Regions from separate parts of the Sus scrofa genome. Here region 2 is linked to region 1. The links are chromatin contacts, called in public Hi-C maps. All regions are on one chromosome and are shown on one strand. The core of a region is the stretch at or near the end of the contact, and the rest is flanking DNA. Distances in the headings are between cores, read along the strand shown. Region 1 has its middle 110 kb from the start of TMEM164. Region 2 overlaps LOC110257717 (a long non-coding RNA gene).

Evidence for each region. A called contact is a pair of places that touch in the nucleus more often than the background predicts.
Region 2: a Hi-C map of retroperitoneal adipose tissue shows a contact between it and region 1, with 1.6 times the contacts expected there. The contact joins two enhancer-like sites. A contact is called at or near these places in 3 of 47 Hi-C or Micro-C datasets (embryonic fibroblasts, retroperitoneal adipose tissue and skeletal muscle) and 1 of 2 datasets of contacts at active chromatin or transcription factors (skeletal muscle).

The regions. Positions count from the first base shown.
Region 1 is chrX:89,994,715-89,999,762 of Sscrofa11.1, forward strand. No RefSeq gene overlaps it. Among named protein-coding and RNA genes, the nearest start is that of TMEM164, 110 kb to the right of the region's middle. Within about 2 kb of position 2,422, at least 6 of the 83 cell types and tissues checked have an H3K27ac peak or open chromatin away from gene starts, as enhancers often do. A contact at or near this core is called in retroperitoneal adipose tissue, where this site is marked.
Region 2 is chrX:90,513,372-90,518,419 of Sscrofa11.1, forward strand. All of the region lies in intron 2 of LOC110257717 (a long non-coding RNA gene), which reads right to left. Among named protein-coding and RNA genes, the nearest start is that of RTL9, 37 kb to the right of the region's middle. Within about 2 kb of position 3,125, at least 7 of the 83 cell types and tissues checked have an H3K27ac peak or open chromatin away from gene starts, as enhancers often do. A contact at or near this core is called in retroperitoneal adipose tissue, where this site is marked.

The DNA.
Region 1 (5,048 bases), core at 1,172-3,671:
GGCAGAAAGAAAGGCAGAAAGAAAGAAAGAAAGAAAGAAAGAAAGAAAGAAAGGCAGAAAGAAAGAAAGAAAGAAAGAAAGAAAGGCAGAAAGAAAGAAAGAAAGAAAGAAAGGCAGAAAGAAAGAAGGAAAGAAAGAAAGGCAGAAAGAAAGAAAGAAAGAATATATTTTAAGGGAGAAAATAGGCTTGTGGATTTAGAGGAAAAGCCCTGGATGAGGGCTGGGAAATGAGCAAGAAGAAAGAAACTGAGCCCAGAGTCCCCCTACTTTCTCCCATCCTGACTCCCTTCTCCCCTTTCCGTCCCCTCAGCCCCGGCCAGCCTGGGAGACTAAGCCTGAATCAGCCAGAGGGGGAGGGGGAGGGAACTCCAGGGCCAGCAGGACTGGCGGAGTAGGATAGGGTTCTCTGTCCTCTCTTTCAAGGCCACGTGTCCACCGCCCTGTACTGTTGGGAGGGGTTGGGGGATCCTGCAAGGAGAGTCGAGAGCAGCTGCAGGAGGCAGTGGTTGAACGGGATTCCCCCTTCATTCTCCTTCATCTGTTGGCAGCTGGTCCTTGTCACCGCCCACCCTGCCAGGCTCCAGGCCCTGGGCCTGCCATGCAGGACAAATGGAGCAGGAAACGGGCATCCTCCAGGGTGACAGTTGCTAGGTGGCAGGCGTATGTGGTTAGTCGTACATACATATCAAAGAGGCTCTCCGCCTCTTTCTTCTGCTCCAGGGTAGAAAAAATTTTATTGCTGTTTGGAAGATTTCCATCACCTTAGAGGTAAAGGAGGCATGAGTTTCGATCTCCGTTTGATTAACAGTAAAGATAATACTGATAACAATAAAATAGCTGCCGCTGGTTGAGGCACTGCGACGTGGCAGGCACTGAACCCGCCTTATCTCGGTTAATCCTCACAGTACGAGCAGTAGAGACAGAAGCCCTGAAGTCAAGCTAACTTGAGTCTGAGTCTTAGCCCTGCCGCCTGGTGGCTCAAGCCACTAAGAAATATGAAATAAACATGAATGAATTAACCATTCAAGCGACATTACCAATTCATCTCAATGATGACTACGATGTGTATTTGTCTTACACACACACACACACACGAACACACACACGACAGTACTTTGAAGAAGCGTTATTATTACCCTCATCTTATAGATGAGGAAATTGACGTCACCTGAGGAATTGGTACAAGTTTACCAACTTGTACAGTTGCCAAGTGGCAGAACCTAAGTTCGAAACCAGTTGGCAGTACAGAGATCCTGCTGGGATGGTGGAAAAGTTCTGGAAATGGCTCCTCATGATTGTTGCACAGCATTGCAAATATGCTTAATGTCACTGAATTGTATACTTGCAAATGGTTAAAATAGCAAATTTTTTTTTAACCTTTTAGGGCCACACCCACAGCATATGGAAGTTCCCAGGCTAGGGGTCCATTGTGAGCTGCAGCTGCCAGCCTACCCCACAGCCACAGCAACCCCAGATCCGAGCCACGTCTGTGACCAACACCACAGCTCACCGCAAAGCTGGATCCTTAACCCACTGAGTAAAGCCAGGGATAGAACCCGCGTCCTCATGGATACTAGTCAGGTTCGTCACCGCTGAGCCACAACGGGAACTCCCTAAAATAGCAAATTTTATATTGTGTACATTTTATCACACATTAGGATAAAAACAGTTGTCAGAAGCGGGGATCTTAACCACTGCGTTATATATACTGCCTCTCAAGGAATATTAATTGAGTGCCTCTTGTTCATAAAGCCTCCAGTGTCACAGAACAAGCCCTAGATTTTTGATCAAAAGACCTCTGTTCAAATACCACATCTGCTTCTTGCTCATCGTCATGTCATCAGCAAGGGGTTGAGACTCGTCAGGGTTCTCAGGTGCAAAAGGGAACCATGTTCTGGGCAAGTCTCTCTCCAAGGGTTCCCATCAGTTGCAGACACATAGGTCCTGGTGACATTGCTGATTGACCTTGGTGGGGGAGGGGGCCCAGGCAGCTTTGAGCCCCAATGAGGAGGTCAGTTAAGGTTACCCATTCTTTCTTTCATCAAAGTGCAATGTGGCCACTGCTGGGTGGGAACATCTAAAAGGAAGTGAGACAGCTGCTGAGAGGGGAACTTGAGAAGAGCCTCCTTGGAAAGGGGAAGGAAGACGAGTTCATATTGAGATAGAACGTTTTCGGTGGGTGGAGGGCAGTAAACATAGATAAAGCCAGTGTTTTCACACACCGAGGGAAAACAAACCCACACCACAAGCAATCTTGGGAGCTACTCTTCCTGCAGAAGCAGATCACTCTTTTACCCAAGTTTCTTTGGAAAGGAAGCCCAAGTCCCCTTCATCCTCTTTGGACCCGCTATAGCTTTGCGCTGCAATCAATGGAGCAAAGAAATACTCAATGCTAGCCAAGTCCCCAGATACACCATGATGCTGTAAGAGGGGGTGACACAACAGGAAATCCACCCTCCTTCTCACTTCCTGGACCACAACCTCCACACCCTAAATTTCCCTAAAACTGTCACTAGAATTTCCAGGATGGAGAAATATGACCAGCGGCTGCTGCCCTTTATTGGAAAGTCAGACCTCATCAGAGGCTGCACAGCCAGAGAAAACCTTTGTGTCTTCATGGTTTGAAGCCCATTACACACGTTCTTTTTTTTTTTTTTTTTTTTTTTGGTCTTTTTTTTGTCTTTTTGACTTTTCTAGGGCCGCTCCCGTGGCATAGAGAGGTTCCCAGGCTAGGGGTCGAATCGGGGCTATAGCCACCGGCCGACACCAGAGTCACAGCAACGCAGGATCCGAGATGCGACTGTGACCTACACCACAGCTCACAGCAACACCAGATCCTTAACCCACTGAGCAAGGCCAGGGATCGAACCCGCAACCTCATGGTTCCTGGTCGGATTCGTTAACCACTGAGCCACAACGGGAACTCCTACACACGTTCTTAATAAGAACAATTCGGAGTGCCAGGCTACCCACCCATGGACATTTATCCTGGGGGGTAGAACGTGCAGAACATCTTGTCAGGGCACAAGGCAGAGCAAGTCCGCTACCCCCTCCACACAGGACAGAGAGTCCTATTACAGCCTGGAGGGAAAGTACAGGACGCGTTGTTATTCACCCCACCCTGGTCCCATTAACTAGGCTTAGTCTGTCCATTGGAATATAAGTGTTAACAGCCCAGCTGGGGTACTGGATGCTCCCTTTCTTTCTTTTTCTTTTTTTCTCTTTTTTTAGAGCTGTACCCGTGGCATATGGAGGTTCCCAGGCTAAGGGCTGCATTGGAGCTGCAGCTGCCGGTCTACACCACAGTCACAGCAACGCGGGACCCGAGCCACATCTGTGACCCATGCTGCAGCTTGTGGCAACGCCAGATCCTTAATCTGCTGAGCAGGGCCAGGCATCAAACCCTCATCCTCAGGGACACTAGGTTCTTTACCCTCTGAGCCACAATGGGAAGTGCAACCTGAGTTCTTATTTGCCTCTTTCAGCTCCACTGCAGCAATCTTATTGGCACCCACCTTAGTTCTCTATGACCAGATTGACTCAACAGGTTGGCTCCTGCTTCCACCCCCCATTTTGGCCAGGTCCCCCCATCTGGATGTCGGCAAGCGCTCTCAAATTCTCTTAGTTTCCCCACAGCCTCACACACTCACCTTCTGCCCATCCCCTTAGACAGAGCTGACCTGCTCCCTAAGGCTGGAGATGCCAGAGACCACCTAGTCCCCACTCAGAAGCACTGCTTATACTCTCCGCTCGCCACCATTGGGGCCACCACCTCAGATTAACAAGGGAACCCACTAGACTCAGACTTCTCAAGGAGTTCCTGTGGTGGTTCAGTGGTTAACGAATCCGACTAGGAACAATGAGGTTGTGGGTTCGATCCCTGGCCTTGCTCAGTGGGTTAAGGATCCGGCATTACTGTGGCTCTGGCGTACAGCAGCTACAGCTGTGATTAGACCCCTAGCCTGGGAACCTCCATATGCCGCGTGTGTGGCCCTAAAAAGACAAAAGACAAAAAAAAAAAAAATCCCAGACTTCTCAGATGCTATTATGACTGGAAACACTGGGTTCTAAAAGTTCTAAGGGAACACTGCATAAATCATATTCAGGGAGTTCCCTCATGGCACAGTGGGGTTAAGGATCTGGTTGTTGTCACTACTGTGGCTCTGGTTACTGCTGTGGCACAGGTTTGATCCTTGGCCTGGGGACTTCCATGTGCTGTAGGTGCTACCAAAAAAATATATATCTATATACATACACACACACACACACACACACACACACACACACATACACACTATATATATATATATTCTTTGTCTCCTTATTGACAGAAAGGCCATACGGTAAGACCTTTTTTAGCAAACAGAAAATATATTGGAATTTTGGTTGTACGATGTGGCCTAGGCTAGAATTTTTCAGATTTCCAAACTGCTCAAAGAAACATTCTGTGGCTCCACCTGTTAAGACATAATCAAGTCTGTGGGAAACAGAGTTAGTGTGGCTTCCTGAAGCACTAGGTACCCCCAGTGGGGCAAAATGAACTGGCAGCCCAATTCTTCAAAGTCTCAAATTATCAATGTGCAGTGAATTACCCAGATCAGCTGAGCCCAGGCGCTCCTGGGAGCTAACAGATTTTATCTGGATGTGAAGGCTGTCCCACATCGGCTGGGCACATCAGGTCCTGCCATGGGGGCCCAGGGGAAGATGCAACTTATGTACTTGGCTGCCCCCTGGTGTCCACAAGGTAGCAACAACAGCAGGCAGGACAGCTTCTGCTAGCAATGGCAGCAGGGCATAAATGTGCTAGGCCAAGGTGAAGTGAGCCTGAAATTCAGCCCGTCCTCTCCCCACCAAGCGTTATGCCCTGCAAAGGGCTGCATCCGCCAGGAGGTTGATCTTTTTCTCTACTTTGTCTGCCCGAAGGGGTCATCTTTTACTAATCCTAATTTAGAAAGCCCCATGTCGCCTGAGATCTCTCATTTCTAAAAGTACCATAGAGGCTACCACCAGCCCTACATGACGGCCATGCAGTCAGCATGTATCCAACC
Region 2 (5,048 bases), core at 1,875-4,374, 520 kb after region 1:
GAAGGCACTAGCCTTTGCCTACTTCATCGAGTCTTTTGGTGTCGTCTGGCGTGAACATTTCCGTATTTCAATACATTGCAGTTGATTACGAATTACTTTCATTTCCTCTTTGTGTGGCAGGATGTTTCTTGATCTTTTCGAATTTATGTATTTACACATATTATTATGTCTATGATTTTAATTTTAGGACAATAAAGGGGTGCTACAAAAATATTTATGATCAAAAAAGAAGGGTTGGCTCTGATGAGGTTGACAATTACTGTGCTAGCCTGTTGGCTTCCTGAGGGCCAGGATCATGTCTGTTTTGTTTCCAATTGGCCTAATTAACCCAGTGCCAGGTCAGAGTAGGTGCTTAGTAAATAGCAGGCGCTTCGAGAATGAATAATGAATGTGGACTCGAGCATAGAGCCAGGAAGTCAGGGATCTAGGGCAGGAGAGTGGGGGGATAAAGCTGGTTGGAAATGGGGGCTCTTGATGGTTGAAAGAAGGCAGGGTGCCAGTTACGGGAAGAGGGTCCTAGTTCAGAGCTTTCCCCAAGGCCGGAGTGTCCGCATGCCAAGGCCCAGTGCTTCTTACAGGTCTCTTGTCCCGGGTCAGGCTTAGACCTAAGGACTGAGGTCAGATGGTCCCAGTGGCTGAGAGACATGTGTCCATGCGCTCGCTTGCTAGTAGCAAGCTCAGGAGCCATAAGACCTCGCCAACTCAAAGAAGGCTGTTTCTTAGCATGGCCGTACCTCTTTGCATTGTGTTACCTGGGCTGGGGCCTAGATGACCCCAGGGAACATGAGCCTCAGGTGTGGTCCCTACAAAATGCATATCCTGTATATCCTGAGGAAGTGGGGTATCTCAGGCTGCCTTGACCTTCAGGCGGATCTAGTCCCCCATTTTTCTGTTGTTGCTGTGTTGTTACTACTGCTGTTTTCTTCTCTCCTGGCCTCCTCCCCCAGCAATAATGTGTGTACCCCTTCCTCCTGGGTCTCTACTCAGTGTCTGACCAGTGAATGCCAGAGGCCTTCGGGGCTCCGGATGAAAAAGTGGGGGAGGGTTCCCTTTGCATAGGGTTGGGGCAGGTGAAAGGGAGCATCCTTTTTAGAGATCAAACACAGAAATACTGAGGGAGGTATCCAAACACCTAATGTCAGAGGTGGAAGTGACCTTGAAGTCATCTAGTTCACTGGATCCCAAACCCGCCTGCACATGGAATCACTGGGTGTTTTTTTGTTGTTGGTGGTGTTTTTTTTTGTTGTTGTTTTTGTTTTTTCTTTTTTTTTTTGCCATTTCTTGGGCTGCTCCCGTGGCATACGGAGGTTCCTGGGCTAGGGGTTGAATTGGAGCTGTAGCCACCGGCCTACGCCAGAGCCACAGCAACGTGGGATCTGAGCTGCGTCTGCAACCTACACCACAGCTCCCGGCAATGCCGGATCCTTAACCCACTGAGCAAGGCCAGGGATCGAACCTGAAACCTCATGGTTCCTATTCAGATTCGTTAACCACAGCCACAGGAACTCCTGGGTGTTTTGTTGAAATACAGATACAGCGGCCCCTAACGCTTAGTCTGATTCAGTAAGTCAGAACTGGAGCTTAGAATCTATTAATCAGTATCACTGATTTTTTTTTCTTTTTCTTTTTCTTTTTTTTTTTTTTGGCCACCCCACGGCTTGTGGAGTTCCCAGGCCAGGAATCAGATCCGAGCCACATTTGTGACCCACGCTGCAGCTGCGGCAATGCTGGCTCTTTTAACCCACTGTGCTGGGCTGGGGATCGAACCTGCCTCCTGGCACTGCAGAGACGCTGCTGATCTTGTTGTGCCACAGTGGGAACTCCACCACTGGTGATTTGTGATGAGGAGCTGGGTTAGGGAATCCACCCAGACTGACCTTTCTCATTTTACCAGAAGCTGCCCGAGTCCCTGAGCAGGGCAGTGACTTGCCCCAGGTCACACAGCCAGCCATGGCAGAGCTGGAGCTGGAACTCAGGTCTCTTCCCATCGTGTTGGTGGTGGGACTATCTGACATTGGGACTGGCTGGAGAGATGGCTGGTGTGGGAAGAATGACCCTAAATCTCCGCAGTGTGTAGGTAGGGGGTCGGGGGACAGAGGGGAGGCTACGAGCTTGTTTTACCTTATTACAAACAGTAATTTTACTCGAGGTTTAGGAGAGAAGCCACAAAATACCCGCCGAGGTTAGCAGGATGCTAAGATCCTGCAGATAGGTTCGGCTGTGTCTATCCATGGAAAGCCAAGCAAAATAATGGAGACAATTATCCACCAATTTTGTTCGAACACTTTGACCGAAAATCTCCCGGTAACTGAAGGAAAATATGAGCTTTTTTTCTTTCTTTCTTTCTTTCTTTTTTTTTTTTTTTTGGTCTTTTTACCATTTCTTGGGCTGCTCCCGTGGCATATGGAGGTTCCCAGGCCAGGGGTCGAATCAGAGCTGTAGCCGCCAGCCTCCACCAGAGCCACAGCAACGCAGGATCTGAGCCGCATCTGCAACCTACACCACAGCTCATGGCAACGCCGGATCGTTAACCCACTGAGCAAGGGCAGGGATCGAACCCACAACCTCATGGTTCCTAGTCGGATTCGTTAACCACTGCGCCTGACGGGAACTCCTCTTTTTTTTTTTTTTAATGTCACCTGAATGTTCTAACTCTCACTTCATTTTTCTTTTTTCCCCTGAGACCGGTGCTGCACGCCTGTCTCCTAGGGGGAGGAGGTGGGGGAGGGGGTGTCTGCAGCCCCGGGAAACGTGCACAGAGATGAGAGAGTCTGCAGAGAAGACACCACGTGGGATGGAGTGCGAGGCACTGGAGGTGGTGCAAACCCTTGTCCTTTCAAGATAACCTCTGGATTCTAGACTTGTTCTAGCTGAGACCTCAGAAAGGCCCTGAAAGCTCCAAACCGCCAGCTTATAGCTTCCGCCTAATTCGAGGCAGCCCCCTTGGAAGGTTCCCCGGGGCCGGCAGCTGCTCCGTCAGCCACTGAATGAAAACAACGCCAGATTTCTTTATTTAGAGTAGACACTTCCTATTTTGATTCCTACACGGCAGAGCTGTCTGCCCTCTGCGCCCAGCCCCTGGCAGACAAAGCTGCTTCGATGTAAAGTAGCTCAGCACAGATCAGCAGGTGGTGGCCTATTTATAGGCAGTGGAGCTGCCCTGGGCCGCTGCACTCCTGTCTCTGAGCGAGAGGTCAGGAGGCTCCCCGGAATGGGAAAGTGGCACTGTGACCGCAGACAACAACTTTTGGCGCAGGTCAGCGACCCTTGGGACCTTACATTTCTGCCTAGTTCTGCCACCCCTCATTTGCTCTGTGACCCTGAGCAAGGCTCTTCCTGTCTGTGAGCCTCGCTTCACCATCTCTGGGGAGAAGGACACACCGTTTAATCCATGGTGCCATTTACTGTGACAACGGCCCTGCCACCGGAAAAAATACAGCTGAGTCTCTACCTCACTCCTTATTCCCAGTGAGGGCTCAGCTTAGTCAGAAGTTTCGATTGTTAAAGAGAAACCATTGAAAGATGGGAAGCAAGCATAGGAGAATGTTTTTTAAAACACTGCGAGGCAAGCGGAAAAAGAAAAAAAAAAAAAACCACCTTAGGAACTGTAAAGAAAAAGAACGATAGATTTGATCGTGAAAAAAAATTGAACACCTTTGCCTGGGCAAAAGATGTCTCATGCAAAGTTGAAAGACAAAGGACAAACCAGGATAAAGGCAAAGGCAGACAGATATTATTATTCATACTATTGCAAGAGCCCCATTATAGGAAGTGCACTATTTTCTTTACAGCACTCACCATGAGCAGCAGTTACATTATTTAGTGATTTGCATCGTATCTGTTTCCTCTACCTACATGGCTGCTTCATGAAAGCTAAGGCTTTGCTTATTCACCACTGTGTTCCTAGTCCCAGGGCAGGGTCTGACACACAGTAGGTGCTCAATAAATACTTGTCGAAAGAATGAATGAGGGAGCTTCTGTAGATCAGTGACAACATGATGAGAAAAATTGTCAAAGAGTAATGAACAGGCATTTCACAGAGAAGACGCGAAGGGTTTATGCCATATAAAAAAATGTTCACAGGAGTTCCTGGTGACTTAATGGGTTAAGGATCTGGGATTATCACTGCTGTGGCACAGGTTCAATCCCTCGCCTGGAAATTTTTGCATGCCGTGGGTGCAGCCAGAAAAAAAAAAAAAAAAAGAACAAAAAGGGTTCATAGCCTCAGGAATGATTAAGTAAAAATAATGCAAATTAAAACAGCATTGAGATGGTAGAAATGTCATTTTTCACCTCACAGCCTGGCAGAAACTTAAAAGGTTGCTAAACCCCAGTACTCGTGAGGATATGGTGAATCAGGCACATGGATGTGCTCTCAGTGCTTGTCTGAAGGAGCACAACTTCTAGACAGCAACTTGAAATATTATTTGACCCAGCAAGTCTTCTTTCGGGAGTTTACCATTTTTCAAATGCTCTTATAAGGATCTTCATTTAATGATTCTTTTTTTTTTTTTTTTGTCTTTTTGCTATTTCTTTGTGCTGCTCCCGCGGCATATGGAGGTTCCCAGGCTAGGGGTCTAATCGGAGCTGCAGCCACTGGCCTACGCCAGAGCCACACAACGCAGGATCCGAGCCGCGTCTGCAACCTACACCACAGCTCACGGCAACGCCAGATCCTTAACCCACTGAGCAAGGCCAGGGACCGAACCCACAACCTCATGGTTCCTAGTCGGATTCGTTAACCCCTGCGCCACGACGGGAACTCCCTAATGATTCATTTAAACAAATATATTCCTTTAATATATTTGTAAACAGAAAAAAATTGGAAATAACCTAAATGACATCAGTGGAGGATGGGCATCATAAGCTGTAATTTATAAATAATGTACAGCACATCCAAATAAGGGCACATTAAGCGACACTGCTAATGATTAAGAATTTGGGCTCTACGGTCAGACCACCGAGGTCTGACTTCCTCCTCTCACCCTTATGAGCTGTGTGACTTGGTCCACGTTTCTAAACCTCTCTGTGTCCCCATCTTTGTCATC